Regions from separate parts of the Oryctolagus cuniculus genome. Here region 2 is linked to region 1. A link is a contact called in public Micro-C data. All regions are on one chromosome and are shown on one strand. The core of a region is the stretch at or near the end of the contact, and the rest is flanking DNA. Distances in the headings are between cores, read along the strand shown.

What was found. A called contact is a pair of places that touch in the nucleus more often than the background predicts.
Region 2: a Micro-C map of ear pinna shows a contact between it and region 1, with 4 times the contacts expected there. The contact joins two enhancer-like sites. A contact is called at or near these places in 3 of 6 Hi-C or Micro-C datasets (ear pinna, skin fibroblasts and an unstated tissue).

What each region holds. Positions count from the first base shown.
Region 1 is chr5:166,305,910-166,309,995 of mOryCun1.1, forward strand. No RefSeq gene overlaps it. Among named protein-coding and RNA genes, the nearest start is that of PRP4K, 26 kb to the left of the region's middle. Within about 2 kb of position 2,017, at least 2 of the 8 cell types and tissues checked have an H3K27ac peak or open chromatin away from gene starts, as enhancers often do. A contact at or near this core is called in ear pinna, where this site is marked.
Region 2 is chr5:166,822,851-166,827,519 of mOryCun1.1, forward strand. SLC22A23 (solute carrier family 22 member 23) reads left to right here. Exons shown (of 11, transcript XM_002720951.5): 11 at 1-3,144. PSMG4 (proteasome assembly chaperone 4) reads right to left here. Exons shown (of 3, transcript XM_002720953.5): 3 at 4,461-4,652. The coding sequence ends at 4,531. Among named protein-coding and RNA genes, the nearest start is that of PSMG4, 12 kb to the right of the region's middle. Within about 2 kb of position 1,966, at least 1 of the 8 cell types and tissues checked has an H3K27ac peak or open chromatin away from gene starts, as enhancers often do. A contact at or near this core is called in ear pinna, where this site is marked.

The DNA.
Region 1 (4,086 bases), core at 767-3,266:
TCCTTTAAGGCCTTCCTTACTGTCCATTGTTAGCACACTCATGCAGTTTTCAGCTGTAACCTTTCTAAGTTTCTTGGTCTTGGGGATTTCATTTCTCACATTATAGAGCTAATTTTATAATCTGACCTTTTGCCTTGGAGTTCATACTGGTTAACCACCCTCATCTTCAGCTGTGTTGAAAGGTTTATTCAAAAAACACACATGTCTGCAAGTTTTTGTTTACCCAAACTTTCAGAATATGTTCCTGTTTTTTTCCCTAGCATTTATGATACGGCTTTGAACTTCATTTAAAAAAGTTTATTTACTTAAAAGGCAGAGTGGCATACACACGAGGTGGGGGGGGGGAGGAGGAGAGAGAGAGAGAGAGAGAGAGAGAGAGGGATTGATTTTCCATCCCGATTCACTTCCCAGAGGGTAGCAACAGCTGGGGCTGGACCAGGCCAAACCCAGGAGCCTGGAACTCCATCCAGATCTCCCATGTGGGTGTCGGGGGCCCAGGCACTTGGGCTGTCTTCTACCCTTTCTCAGGCATGTTAGCGGAGAGCTGGATCAGAAGCATGCAGTCAGGACTCAAACTGGGGCCCTGAGACAGGATGCCCACGTCCCAGATGGCAGCTGCACCTGACCACAACCCCACCCTGGCTTGGAGCTTACTGTACGTGGGCCCTTGGAGGGTGTTTCTCCTCACTCCAAGCTGGAGGTGTCTGTGGCCACCACCGTGTAAAGTAGCCCTTGGCGGATTCGTTCAGGAGAGGAAGGCAGGAGCCTGCCCGTGGGCTCTCTGTACGACGTGTGTATGTTCTGAAGTTCCTCTTCTCAGCGTGCGCGCTTCTGCCACCGCAGCCTCCCACGTGGTCTCTGGGCTCGGCTTCCCTCAAGCATCACTGTGGTATTTCAAGGCACCTGTCAGAGCAAAGAGCCATCAGTGTTTTCTGGTTCTGTGTGCAGCGATTCCACACTCGCCGTGACCGGTAAGACCCTGTTTGTCTGCTGTGCACACCTCCTTGTCTTCCTTGCAATTCCTAGAATTCACTCCTGTCTCAAGGCCCTGCGCTTGCTGCTCCTCTGCCTAGAGCTGTCTTCCTCCCATATCCAGGCACAGTGCACTCCTTGGACACCCAAGCTGCCACGTAGAGGGGTCCCATCTTCTGAGAACGCGTGGTCTCCAGGGGCCTCCCACCCGACTCCCACATCAGCCTCCTCTCGTTGTGCTGTATTTACTGCCTTCTCCGCCTTAAAACTATGCAAGGGGCTGGCGCTGTGGGGTATGCTGCAACACCAGCATCCCCTGTGGGTGCCAGTTTATGTCCTGGCACCTCCACTTCCCATCCAGCTCCCTGCTAATGGTCTGGGAAGGCAGCAGAAGATGGCCCAAGTGCTTGGGCCTCTGCATCCACATGGGAGACTTGGGTGAAACTCCTGACTTCTGACTTTGGCCTGACCCAGCCCTGGCTGTCGGGACCATCTGGGGAGTGAACCAACGGATGGAAGATCGATCTCTCTCTCTCTCTCTCTCTCTCTCTGGGGGGGAGTGAACCAATGGATAGAAGATCTCTCTCTCTCTCTCTCTCTCTCTCTGGCTCTGCCTTTCAAATAAACAAATATTCTTTTAAAGACTATACAGTACACAATTGTACCTTTTTTGATAATAGGCCACCAAACTAGGTCTAAGATCTCTAAAATCCGAGGTGTTGCCTGTTTTTGTTGGCTGCTGTTTGCCTAGCACTTGGCAGTGTTTAGCATATGACAAATATTTGTTTAATTAATTTCAGCATTAGCAACGCACACTCTGGCCACACTGGCAAAAGACTCTGTTGTCCGCTATGAATCTGTCCAGATTTAAGCTGTTTCCCATGAAGGTTCCTAAGAAGGATTCTGGTCGCCGGAGGTTCCAGTCCATTTCACGCAGTAGCTAAGGAATGCCAGCTCCACAGGCAGGAGTCGAAGGGGCCCCTACACCCGTCCAAGTGGTCCTTCTTCAGAAAATGCTAGACCTGGGTTTCGTTTCTGTAGCCAGTGACAAGCATTTTTGTCTTGCAAACTAGAGAGGATCCTGCCTGGACAGCAGCCAGAGTGTGAGTCTTTGGGAGCAGTGTCCTTTCTGTCCTGGGAAGCACTTTCTTCTAGCCACTTGCATCATGGCAACGTCGAGTGCCCCTTCGTTGAGGACCAGAGCTCCTGGCTTTCTCGCCTCCAGGCTCTGGGGGTTGTTTAAGATTTGTGTTTTTGGAAGGAACATTTCCATGGTGACAGCCGTAGCTTCCGCCATCCTTGAAAAACACGAGGACCAGTAGGGTAATCTGATCCCTGGACGACTACCACACAGATGTCCTTTGTATCTGCCTGCACACGAAACTGCTGGGCAAGCCCCATTTCCATGCATTTACTCCCTTCAATGCTCTTTCTAAATGAAGCATTTTTAAGATTAGGAATGAAAGACTTGGGCTGGCAAGTTAAACAGGCAACGGCCTATGTTATGTTAATGGTCTGAACTCAGTGTAGGGTGAGTGTAGAGGTGCAGTGTATGAAGGGAGAGATTGTTTGGGGAGCAAAACAACACTGCAGCTCTGGGCAGCAGTTCCCAGCGTGGGAAGAATTAACGCTGTGTTCAGAAAGACGACTGCTTAAAGGCAGCGTTCGGCTTCTTTTAGACAGGAAGTTTCGTGTTGGGTTATTAAAATCAACTGGTGAACTTTTACTGACATGGAGCGGCTGGGCCCACTCTCCCCTGGCACAGCTCCTGTGCTTACTCCTGCTCCTCACAGGCCTCGCGGGAAGAGGCTCACAACCCAGCATTTTTCTTCCCTGAGCACCGCAATGCATTTGCAAGACACCGTGGAACAGTGCATCCTGAGTTAGTTTCAGGTAAGATGAGGGAATAAGAAAATAAGAAAAGGTCCTGAGGATCAGTGGCAATTAAATCATGAAAAAGTAGTGCAGCAGTTCCGAGCGTTCTAGTGGGAGCCGTCTCCAGGGCCTCTGTGGTACTCGGGTCCCGAGCTTACAACGCACGGAGCTTTATCCCACCTGTGCACGTGTCCCCACCTCCCTGAGGTCGTCTGGGTCACCTGTGACATTTAACACAATGGACATGCTCTGTAGGTAGCTGTGCTGTGTTATTCAGAGAACCTTTACAAGGGAAAAACAGTCTGCCCGTGTTCAGGATGGCTGCAACCATCGTGGACCCAACCACGTTTCTCATCTGTGGCTACAGAGGGACCTGGCTGCTTGAGCCATGGCCTGCTGCCTGCCAGGGTGTGTCCAAGCAGGAAGCTGCATCCAGGAACTGGTTAATGAACCCAGGTCGTGCAGTGCAGCACCAGAGGTTCTCAAGAGGTGTCTAATCCTCTGTCCAAACGCTCGCCCCCGTGGCCACTGTGAACAAGCGGATGCTGGGGGCTGGCGTTGAGGCACAGCCTGGGAAGCTGCCACCTGTGACCGGCATCTCATGTCGAAGTGCCCTTTCATGTCCCTTCTGCTCTGCTTCCAGTTCGGCTTCCTGCTAATACGCCTGGGAAGGCAGCACAAGGCGGGTCCCTGCCACACACATGACAGACCCGGCGGAGTTCCTGGCTCCTGGCTTCCACCTGGCTCAGCCTAGTTGTTGGCAGCCATCTGGAGAGCGAACCAGTGGATGGAAGATCTTTTTCTCTCCTCTCCCTCTCTCTACCTTTCAAATAAGTCAGTAAATAAACACATCTTTTTTAAAAAATAAGGTGATGTTGAAAAGCACAGCACTGAAGTAAGTGCATGCACTGCTGCCCTGGTTGGCTATTATCAAGCAGCGTGTGCCGTGTGCAGTTGTCTAGGCCTGGGAGTGCAGCAGGTGTGTCAACACCAGCATCACAGACACGCAGAGAGCACGTGTGACAGGAGTTTCTCAGCTCCATCATAACCGCATGGGATCACCGTCTGTACGTGCAGCCCGATGACCACGCCATCGTCAGGCAACGCGCAGCTGTATCTTACTGTTCTTTTGTGTTGTATTTCCATGAATGAGGTATGCATTCTTTCATACCATTCTTAATCTCTGTTATTTCTACTTCTTCAAGCTGACTTGACATACTATGTCCTTTTTAAAACACG
Region 2 (4,669 bases), core at 716-3,215, 520 kb after region 1:
GATTCAGAGTGACCTGCACCCGAGGACTGGCGGCTGCAGCTTCTGCTGAGGCCGGAGTTCCTGTCGCCCCTGCCTGGGGAAGCAGCGCCATCTCTCCCCGGCGCAGCCCCTCTTGGACCTGATGCCGGAAGCTCTCTGGGAGACGGTCAGACCTCTCACCAGAAACCGCTAACTGGGGAGCGGGGGTGGCGCCAGGTCTGCATGGCCGAGGACCCCAGAGGCAGCCCCACGGAGGTCTGCGGCACATTCGTTTTTGTAAAACTCCCTCCCGGCGTCAGTCAGCCCAGGAGAGAGGCGCCCTCCTTCGCCGTCAGGTCTGTCTGTCTTGCCAGCACTACTTGAAGATGGGGCTTCTTTCTGAACCAGACAACAGGAAAGTAACTGGAAAAGGCCACCACAGCCGAGCACAGCAGGGAGGGCGGCCTCCCGGAGCCGGCGCGCCGTGCCCATCCCCAGCACACACCACGGCGATCCGGCCTGGATGCTGGCACGCGCCGACCTCACGCCGGGGCCCGCAGCGCCTGCACCAGGTGCTCCCTGGCACGCCCGCCATCGTCCGTTGCTGCTTTTCACTTGCTCAGCACAGCTGGGGGCTCAGCAGGCGTGAGTCCTGGTGACCTCCAGCCTCTCGGGCACAGCAAGAGGACTCTGGAGAAAGCAATAACTCACCCCAGCCCAGCCCTGCTCGCAGGGGCTGCGTGGTGTCCTCGTTTCGTCCCGCACAGCGAAGTGACAAGTCCCTCTTGTCACCTCGGGAGGAGACGTGGCTGCCCAGGCCTCTGCCAGCCCCACCTCCTGGGCCCAGGCTGCACCTGCCGAGTCTCAGGCACCAGCCCTTCCGGACAGCCTGGCTCCTGCCCAGAGCCATCCACCTCGCCCCTGCGCAAGGCACTTCTTTGCAGGGCCCGTGCTCTGCCAGGAAGGCGTGGACTCCGGCCTCTGCAGGCCCTCATGCGGCTTCCAGCCAAGGGCTGCTGGAGCTCCGAGGGCCAGCGAGGGGTCGGCTTTCTCTCCTTGTAGCTTGCCACGTGCCCACCTCTCCGTCACGTCTGGCAAATCCAGCAGCAGGAGCCTGCCGCCTCGGAAGACACCGAGTGGGCGAGGGGCCGTGCAGCCTCGCGCTGCCAGCACACGGCAGCACCGTCAGGCGCTGCCTGGGGGCTGCAGAGGCCCGCGAGTGCCTGGCCAGTCGCCCACTCCCACTTCCAGGTCCAGCTCACCTTCACCTCCCCGAGTCTCCTCCCCTAAGTCGCTTTTGTTCCACGTTTCTATGTCAGTCCTCGTTCACTTTTAGATCTGCACAGCCTTCGCGTGCCAAACCTAGATCTTTACCTTCTTTAGGGTACATGCTACGTCGTCACCAGGCAGCAAACCTCTAAGGACAGGACAGATGCAGAGGCCCGGCCAGGAGCCAGGGCGTTGCTGGGTCTACACCTGGACAGGTGTGCACCTGCACTCGCTATCCCGAGGACACCCTGCAATACTACAGAAGTCGCGAGCAGCCTCACCCCGGTCACGGGGCCTTTAAGTGGAAGTGGCCGCGGTGCCAGCAGTCCCAGGAAGGCGAGGACAAGGTGTGGCATCTATATGCTTCTCAGCTCGCCCTAACAAGAACACTGGCCCAACGACGACCGTGCAAATCCATCAGCCTCCAGGACCGGGCCGGCCGCGGCTGGGGCACTTGGCTCTTGGCAACGAAGCCTGCTGTGCTGGAGGCCCCCGGAGTCCACGCCAAGGCAGCCCTGGGCAGTGGCCAAGCGCCCGTTCCACTGCTGCGGCAGCTCGGGGGACGCCTGAAGCTCTTGAGGGACACCTTTACGACATGCAACCAAAGTGTAACAGCCCCGCTGTGGGCAGAGCCCCAGGAGGCAGCAGGTGCACCTGGCTGCAGCGCCCCACCCCCACCCCCAGGCACATCTGCTGCCCTTGAGCGCCTCGGTCCTGTGTCGTCCTCGGTGAGGACACTTCTCAGGCCCCTGCCCCACCCCAGGGGACAGGGGGAGGTACGGACTCCCCGCTGTGCTCCCGCCACAGCCCCTGCCAGCCGGTAGGGGAGCTGTGATCCCCTTCCTACAGAAGTTATGCACCCACGCGAACCCGAGACGGAGCTGGACGTGTCTTCGTTTTGTTCGTTTCCAGATGTCAATAGTAACCCGTCAGTGCTCCAACTGTTAGCGCCCAAGACAGAAGGGAACGTTCTCCATGTGTCCTAGTAGCGTCATCTCCTGCACCTGGAGAACCGGGCGGGGAGGCTGGTGTGGCCAGAGGACAGCGCGAGTCCTTGCACCACAGCCTCGGCCGGGGCGCCGCCCTCCCGCGCTGCTATCCTAGAGCCAAACGAGAAGCCCCAGAGCCGGCAGTGCCGCTGGGCGAGCCCTGTGACCGTCGCACTGCCCGGCCTGGGGAGGCCCTCGCTTCCACGCGTGTTTCCAAGGACACCGCCTCACTGACGCACAGCGTGTGCGTCTGGGTGGGGCCGCTTCCCGCCCTCGGCCCTCTGCACCCCGCCTGGGGGAGGGTCCAGTGTAAGAGCCGTGTTGCTGTCTTGTTGATGGGGACTCCTTGGGCGGTGCCCATACATAGCACAAGCTTACCCTGCGTTTCTGGGCTGTCGTCCGCAGCCACGTGTGTCTGCATGGTGCCGCTGTCGTACCTTGGGGAAACTTTGTATGTGTGTGTACAGAAATAAAAGCGTTGCCCAGTAACAGGTTTCCTCTGGAATGTCTTCCCTACCTCACCTGATGGTGTCTGATGACGGGCACCTGGCACCGCCGCGGCCGAGGAACAAACGCGCTCCGTGGTTCAGCCCCCGCGGCGTCACTGTTTCCCCCGCCTGTGCACGCGGCCTTCCTCGCCCCGGCGGGGACAGTGGGGGCCCCTCTCTGCTCAGAGTCCTGGTCTTCAAGGGGACTCGGGCAGAGGTCGGAGCAGGCCGCTCTCCAGGGCAGCCTCAGACCACCCGGGGTCAGTGACTGGAAGAGGACTCTCTGCTCGTGTCCTGCTAGCCATGGCCTGAGGGCTCCTGGAGGTCAAGGAATGAGTGTCTCACACTGTGACTGGAGGAAAGACTGACAACCCAAACTCTCTCTAATGTAGTATTTTTTAACAAGAAAACTATTTCTTTAATAAAGTATTTATACCAAACTCCTCAGCCCTGACTCTGTGGTCACTTACTATTCTGTTCCCACAGAGGTGCCTGCCACGCTTCCCGTAGGACTTCACTGGCGTGGGCCTCGCGGTCAGCATCGGGAACCCGCACCTCCACGTCCTGGCTGGCGTGTCCACAAGCACTGGCCCATCACGACCCTCAGCATCCACTCCCAGTAACACAAGGGGCCCTCTCAGCTGGTGGGCCTCACCCTTGCCTGATCAGGGAAGCACGTGCGGCTCCGAGACCACCTGAGTCCCTGGGGGAAGGGTCCAGGGTGTGGTAGGAAGAAGGCAGCTAAGGGCAAGAGGCACCGTGGCACAGTGTTAGGCCCCTGCATCCCATATCGGCGCTGGTTCAAGTCCCACTGCTCTGCTGCCAATCCGACTTCCTGCTAACACACCCGAGAGGCAGCAGATGATGGCTACAGCGCTTGGGTTCCTGCCACCCACGTGGGAGACCTGGACTGAGCTCCTGGCTTTTGGCCTAGCCCAGCTCCAGCCTCTGCAGCCACTCGGAAAGTGAACCAGCAGATGGAAGGTCTCCATCTCTCCCCTACTCCCGTCACTCTGCCTTTCAAGTAAGTTTTTAAGAAAAAAAGCTAAGAAATGACCAAAGCAAGGACTTGAAGGAAAAGAAGGGGAAAAGAAAGATAAGAAAAAACTCAAGTATTTCAATCCTTGAAAATAGAGAAGCTAAAACCATGACTGACAACTACTCACCATGCACCTTTAGTTTCCAGAGTTTCTAAATACTTAATCCTAACAACAACCCAGCAAGTTAAGAATTAGTCCCATTTTATAGAAGAGGAGACAGTCCAGAGAAGTCAGACTTCCCCAGGACCACAAATACAGTGTCAAGTGGGGCTCAAACAGGCCCAAAAGAGAACACAAGACGTGCCAGAGGGAAGAATGTAGGGAGAAGACAGCAAAAAAAAAAAAAAAAAGGCCGGGGGAACATTTTAGGGAGAACACAGCTAGACATGCCAAGGGGAAGGGTTTAGGGAGAACACAGCAAGAAGACAGGACCGCAGAGGGCGGGCTGAGCGGAAATGGACAGGGGTAAAGCACCAACTCCTAAGGCAGATGAAGCCTCAGCACATGTATGCTCAACTGGGAATTATTTAACTCCTTGGATTAGACCACGCCCTTCAATCCCAACAAACTCCCACTTTCACAAACCCTTCTGTCGCGGAGCAGTCTAATGGGAACACGTTTACCGCCATCTCGCTTCCCTCCTGCCCCGGGTCAGGCAACATAAGCCTTTTGGTCCACACACTGGTGAGGAGAAGGAAACTGTGAACACACCCCGGTGACGTGAGACTGGCTCCATTTATTTAAAGTAGACTGTACACAGTTAGAGATTCTCACTTCCGCATTCAGCTAGAACTTCTCTGGAAAAGCATCCATTTCTTCCTTGATCCTGTTTTCTACAAGTAATGCGAAGTTACTGTCTGTGTTTTGAAGGTTATAGCTGACAAACACCTGTTTGTTCGTCTTCCTGGCTAAAAAGAGAAAACAC